Regions from separate parts of the Mus musculus genome. Here region 2 is linked to region 1. The links are chromatin contacts, called in public HiChIP or PLAC-seq maps. All regions are on one chromosome and are shown on one strand. The core of a region is the stretch at or near the end of the contact, and the rest is flanking DNA. Distances in the headings are between cores, read along the strand shown.

What was found. HiChIP or PLAC-seq counts read pairs in DNA pulled down with a chosen protein or histone mark.
Region 2: a contact with region 1 is called in an HNF4G HiChIP or PLAC-seq map of pancreatic cancer cells. The contact joins the promoter of Inpp5e here to the promoter of Surf2 in region 1. A contact is called at or near these places in 23 of 39 promoter capture datasets (the 3T3-L1 cell line, the C10 cell line, the HPC-7 cell line and 13 more), 7 of 484 Hi-C or Micro-C datasets (CD4 T cells, the G1E-ER4 cell line, the HPC-7 cell line and 2 more), 12 of 115 datasets of contacts at active chromatin or transcription factors (astrocytes, bone marrow-derived macrophages, embryonic forebrain and 8 more) and 4 of 9 other capture datasets (adipose tissue, embryonic stem cells, liver and 1 more).

Annotation. Positions count from the first base shown.
Region 1 is chr2:26,914,570-26,917,715 of GRCm38.p6, forward strand. Surf2 (surfeit gene 2) reads left to right here and starts at 1,839. Exons shown (of 6, transcript NM_013678.3): 1 at 1,839-1,934; 2 at 2,136-2,290; 3 at 2,859-2,962. The coding sequence starts at 1,857. It overlaps Surf1 (surfeit gene 1), which reads right to left and starts at 1,961. Exons shown (of 9, transcript NM_013677.2): 1 at 1,688-1,961; 2 at 1,386-1,437; 3 at 1,027-1,160; 4 at 863-945; 5 at 138-326. The coding sequence starts at 1,762.
Region 2 is chr2:26,407,855-26,410,952 of GRCm38.p6, forward strand. Inpp5e (inositol polyphosphate-5-phosphatase E) reads right to left here and starts at 1,365. Exons shown (of 10, transcript NM_033134.3): 1 at 1-1,365. The coding sequence starts at 733. It overlaps Sec16a (SEC16 homolog A, endoplasmic reticulum export factor), which reads right to left. Exons shown (of 30, transcript NM_153125.2): 30 at 1,577-3,098. The coding sequence ends at 3,031.

The DNA.
Region 1 (3,146 bases), core at 589-3,088:
ACTCATAAATAAAATCTTTTTAAAAAGTTGCTTAATGTTGGAGATGTTGGAAATTATCAGGCAGTGTTGGCTCTCATAAATTCCCTAGGGTCTTAAGGTTGACTGAGCACAATGAGGCTCAGCCATGCACTACTCACCCCAAGTCAGAGCAATGGAAAGGAGTAACTACATGGGCCCCACTTTCAGTTGAGGATAGTCTGCCAGCATCTCGCGCCTCTCGGACAGGATCCACCATGGTCCGAGGCATTATGTACAACTCTTTAGAGTGGTCAAAGTGGCCCCTGACCTTCACTGGCCTGTACTCCAAATTTTTCAGTTCCATTGGGCTATAAGGAGAAAAGGAAGGGCTGTGAGTAAGCCAGGCTTGTCAATCCTTTAAGCAGAAAGGCTCAGTGAGGATCATCAGACAGGTTATGTCCTCCATAGCAACCTTTGATGCCAAATAGTAATAGAAGATGGTGATAACCAGAGCCCAGGTTTTCAAGGAAAGTGTGGGTTTCTGTATGGCTACTGTATATACATTAACAAAATGTGAGTCCAAACTCCACTTGTTCCCAACCCTGAAGGACAAAACTTTAAAATTCAAGAGGGCAATACAATAAACTTTAAAGACCACCACCCACCAGGGCCACAATGAACTGTCACCACTTTGGAGGATCCCTTGAGACCTGAAAAGGGAAATCTGACACCGAAAATAAATCTTTTCTATTTATGTTCTGTGTCCAATTTCATAAAGGCAGTCAGCAGGCAGTTTATCGGGAAACAGGGTTCTCGCCAAAGGACAGCAAATTACACCAAACAGAAGCAAGGGCCCCACTGCCGCCCTGTAAGTGGAATGAATAAAGTGGGCAGCCACACTCACTCTGCTGGTAGAGGGATGGGCTCAGCCATGACTCGAGACTCTAATTCTGCAATAAGTTTCAGCTTCCATTTCCGACGTTGGACCTATAGAAACAGCATGAGCTAAGCTAAGGTATCAGTGGAGTCCGAGCCTCGGAGCCACCCAAATTCGACCCCCATCTTCACCTGCCAAGTCCCCAGGCCAAAAGCAGTAGCAGGGATTAAAAGCAGGAACCACTGGAGAAAAGAATCGTCCTCTGCTTTAGCGGCGGCTGTTTCAGCAGTAGAACTGCAACACCTGCGTGGCCTACAGACCATCCCTGGAGGAAGTTTTACAACACTGGCATGGGGTCAGAAGCCCTAGAACAAACAGAACTGGATGGCCAATTCCTCGAGAGGCCCGATTATACCCCAGAGAATGTATGGCAAAGGTGGCAATTAACAGCACATGTGCCCAACCCTCTCCCAGTACAATACACGCAGTAAACCACTGTGGGCTGAAAAGAAAGGTGCATCAACCGCACCCAGGTCTGAGCCCTTCTCACCTGAGCGGACAGAAAACCCAAAGACGCTCCTCCTGACAGCGCAGAACTGGGCCTGCGGGGACCAGACAGGCCGAGGGGCTAAATCCAGGGAACCCCACGCCTGCCAAGTGCAAGCACCTGACACGGTCCAACCCAGCCCCACACAACTTCGAGCTAAGTCTTCTTGGGCAGGGTCCTCCCTGGCACCGCTCCACCCAGGGCTAAGTTCTCTTGGGCAGGGTCCTCCTCGGCCCCACTCCACTCCGGGCCCGGCCCTCCAGATCCCTCTTCTTGAGCAGGATCCTCTCTGAACCCCCGCTTACCCGTCCCGCGTAGGCCCATTGCGACCACCGCGTCATCCGTCGCGGCAGCACAGCCAAAGCCATCACAGCAGCCATCTTTGAGCACTTCCGGGACCGAGAAATCTGCTTCCTTCCGGGACGGCGCTCTGTCTCACGTGGTGGCTGCGGCGTCAGATGGGCATCTCCGATCATGGACGAACCACCCTCTGATGTGCTTGCATTCTTGCGCCAGCACCCCAGCTTGAGACTACTGCCCAACACCCGCAAGGTCGGAAGAGAACCGTGACCGGAAGAGTAGGGCCAGGAAGGAACGGGATCTGGGAGGAGCGGAACCTCGGAGGACCGACAGTGGCCAGAAAGGAGGGGGACCCGGGAGTATTGTGCCTGGAAAGCGTGGGACCTGGGAGGACAGTGCAGGGAAGGGGCGGAGCTGGCAAGAACCACCTTCTGACCAGATGCTCATCCGCAGGTTCGCTGCTCCCTAACTGGCCATGAGCTGCCCTGCCGTCTGCCCGAGCTCCAGGAATACACCCGCGGCAAGAAGTACCAACGGCTGTCAAGTTCCTTCTCTAACTTCGATTACGCAGCTTTCGAGCCACACATTGTGCCCAGCACAAAGAATCGGTACGTAGTTTGGCCGGCCAGCGCCTAGGAGCAGAGCCTGTGCCCCCTGTTCTGAGCTTGTAGGAGCCTCCCACTGTGACACTTATCAGGACAGTGCTTGTGGCCCTTGCATGTAGTTCCCTGAAGCCAGGCTGGGCAGTGCCAGTTTCACTGTTTGGGGATCCTGTCTATGGTTGTGTGGTTGATATATCCTCATATAGCACTCCCTGAGCTGTCTGACCGCCAAGCATGCAGTGTGAAACTGCAATTTCTTGGGTAACAATCTGGGTCCTTGATCCCAGATACTGAGTGGAATTGTTTGTAAGCCTGTGTAGCTGGGTTGGCCTGGAACTCACTATGTAGGCCAGACTGACCTTAAAGCCTGCCTCTGACTCTGCCCCTCTGCCTCTGCCACCTGAGTGCTGGAATTAAAGTCCACCATGCCTTTTTCAAAATCCAGACACTGAGACTAAATGCAGAGCATCCCAGCAGATGGATCATTTGTTTGCAGCATGCAGCCATGGTGGAGCCCACAAGACTGGGCCCTTGGTGTGCACTGCCCCTCCATACCCACCTGTTTGCCTTTTAGGCACCAACTGTTCTGCAAACTCACCCTGAGGCACATCAATAAGTCCCCAGAACACGTGCTGAGGCACACCCAGGGCCGGAGGTATCAGAGAGCACTTCATCAATGTAAGTCACCCCCCAGAAGCTCAGGCCTTTGGATGCATGCTCCCTGCCCCCAAAAAGCCAGAAAGGTGCCTTGGCCATCACTGATCCTTTATTGATGCACTTGCCTGATCTTGCACAGTGAGAAGGCAAAGCCAGAAGTAGGTGGGAAGGAGTGCGGTGGAGGTCTGATATTCCATAGCAGGGA
Region 2 (3,098 bases), core at 115-2,614, 510 kb before region 1:
TCCGGGGTCTGCTAGGGCCCAGGTTGCTGTGGGCCCTGACCAGTCTGGTCTGCATGCGGAGCTTGTAGTCCGTGTGCTCGGGGTCAACCTTGTTTGCTGTTCTCAGGGAGCTGGAGGCTATGCTGAGGTCCATAGCTGGTGGTGTGTGTGAGGCATGCAAACTTGCCAACCTGGAGGGGGGCCCACCTGAGGCAGCATCTCTGTGCAGGAGGTCCAAGGAGGTGCTGATCATTCCAGAAAGACAGTCACTCCACAAGGATGGGCTCCCTCCCTCACTGCCTGTGGCCCTTCGGGACTTAGGTATCTCCTGCAAGGATGTGCTGAGGCAGGGCAGGGGACGGCTGTAGGCAGGGGACTGGGCTACTGAGTCTTGCAAGGAGCCCCTGCAGGGACTGGCCCCATTCTGGACAGTCAGATCCTCCTGACTACCCCGGAAACGCCTCCTTCTCCAGCCCTTGTCATCGAGGGACAGGGTTCGCTCCAACTTGGGTCTAATGGGTGGCTGTGGGGTGATGAGATTTGCCTTAGTTTGTGGGTTCTGGTTGCTTGTTTTTGCTGGAATGCTGAAAGGAGGCATGGGGTTTGTCTCTGAACCCTGAGAGTCAGAGGCTGGTAAGAAGCCTGGTGTTGGGATGAGCTTCTTTTCCGTGTTCGGAGGCTGTCCCTGGAGCATTCTGCCTTCTAGCTGCCCAGGTGCCTCAGTGTGACGCAGGCAAGCTGACTTGGATGGCATAGTCCAGACCTGGCCAGCCCTGACCCCCTCAGCCTGGCCCTCCTAAGGAAAGGGATCCTCCCTGGGAGGTTAACAAGCAACTCTTGTTGTCAAGGATGCACGTCAGAGTTCGCCAGCTCGATGCCATGAAAACTCGAGTGGCTCCCTTTGTGGCATGGGGCGGTCCTTTTGGAGGAGGGCCTGTAGCTGCATGGCTGGAGACTTGAGAGTTCTCACCGATGCCTGAGGAAACGCAGAAAAATCTCTTGGCTCCCCGAAGTCAGCTCGCTAGTCTTAAAAGCGACTTCGTGAGAACAGGCGCCAGGGGGTCGGGGCTGCACTTCACGGAGCTGCACAAGTCTGTCCAGCACCCCCGGCCAGCCCTCCACCCCGCCGAGGCAGAGTAGGGCAGCGCGCTCAGCGTCCTAGGCTCACCTGCGCCCTCCGTTCGGCAGCAGACCCGCCGCCGGACGCCCGAGGTCTGATTCAGCCGGGCCCAGCGCTGGCGGAGGCGGACCTAGGCCAGTCACGGTGGCAGCTGGAACAACGACTGCGGCCCCGTGCCTCGGCCCCCGCCCCCGCCCAGGGTTCGCCCCAGCTCAGTCTAGTGGTCACCCTGGCTCAGGTTCCGTTCTGTAGTCTTCCGGAGAACTGCCCGGCCCAAGACCCTATCGCCGCCACAGCGCCCTCTCGCGGCCGGAGGACCACAGCCCGGTGCCTGGAAGCCACGCCCGACACGAGCTCCCGCCCTGCCAAGCCGCGGCAGGACCAGGCACAGGCAGTCACACCCAATAGCTGCCCAAGGCTCTACCAACACTAAAGATCTCGCTGGTCTGCCCCTCAAAACACAAAGGAAGCCATAAATTAAGTTACTTGAGAGCCCAAAATATTTTATTTAACAATGTGAATTTTGGAAAAATAGCAGCTCCCAGGGAGGAAGCTTCTTGAATCCAAAGTGGTTGGCAGTCAACACAGAGCCTGGGCAGGGTTGAACCAGAGGCAAGGGTCCTGCCTGGTCCCAGCAAGGACACAAGTTGCTACTGACCCACAGGGACAGGCCTTTCTTAATGACAGGAACAGGAGGGTCCAAGTACACTCATCTATGGAACGTCCTGGAAGCCATTCTGTGAGTCTTTCCTAGATGATGCAAGGAACCAGAAAACCGGGAAGGGCTGTACTAATTCCATGTTCTACAATTTCTAAATTTAATACCAAACAAACCATTTATGTTTTCTACCTGCTGATTTTTAAATATTTAACTCTCTTTCCCTTCCTCTTTAGAGTGTAAGGATAGTTTTAGGAACAGTCAGTGAAGCCTTAAAGCTTTGACTCTTATGTGGTGGCAGCTCCTTGAAGTGATATGGGTGAGCCAGTGAGTCGCTGCTGAAGGTCCCTGGTGGGCTTTGGGGTAGAGATGCAAGGTTCCAGAGTGTGCGCTAGGACACCGTAAGCCACTCCAAGATACCACCAAGGCTTTAAGTGCTGTCTGCAGGTGACATTGAGTCAGCTAGAGGGCTCCATACAGACTCCTGGCTAGGAGGGCAGTACGTTGCAGCACACAGCCAGTTTTTGACCTGGTTAATCAGATCAGCAGCTTCAGAATATCAGCTCCCTGGGGCTCTCCCCAGTGACTGAGCCATGACGGAAAGCTCGGAGCAAAAAAAAAACGCACCCAGCACTAATGAGGCCACAGAAAATGGAGTGAGGCTGGAAATGTTGGAGAGACATGCCCTTGTAACCACTTCCTCCCCAGCCTGGGAGCCGCTGCCATCTGGTGACCCTTTGAGGAGCTGGCATGTACTCCCCAGTTCACAGGACAAGGCACAGTTGCCCAGTGCAGTTTGAGGCTCCTCTTAGGCCAGACATCCCAGCAGTCAGTCCTCTCCAGGTAAGCAGACAGCCTTCTCAGTAGCCTAAGGATCCCTGGTTGGTTTGCACCATTTCTCAGGTGAGAAAGGCCTTGGTGTCCAAGTAACTGTGCTCTCCTGTAGTGAATCCCTGCCTAGCCTCTCTGCGGGGATATTCTCAAGTGGCTCAAACCTTAATTTGTCTAAAGTGACTAAAAAAGAAACATTGTTCTTTTACATAAAAGACTTTGAATTAGATTCATTCTATCCAGCATTTGAAAGGAACCTTGAAATCAATTTTTCAATCATTCATATACATAGGCTGCAAGGAAGGAGACACACAGTATGACCGGCTCTGAGTTACTGCCATGTCCATCTGGGATCCACGAGACCTGAGGCAGCTAGTTGGTTCTTGGTGAAGAACAGTTATCTAATCATCTCAGGGTTCCAAATAAGAATCCAGCAGCAATCCTAGTTCAATGCCGCATATTTTCTTTGGCCAATCCTCCCTGGCCTTGAATTTCCCGAGGTGACAGAAG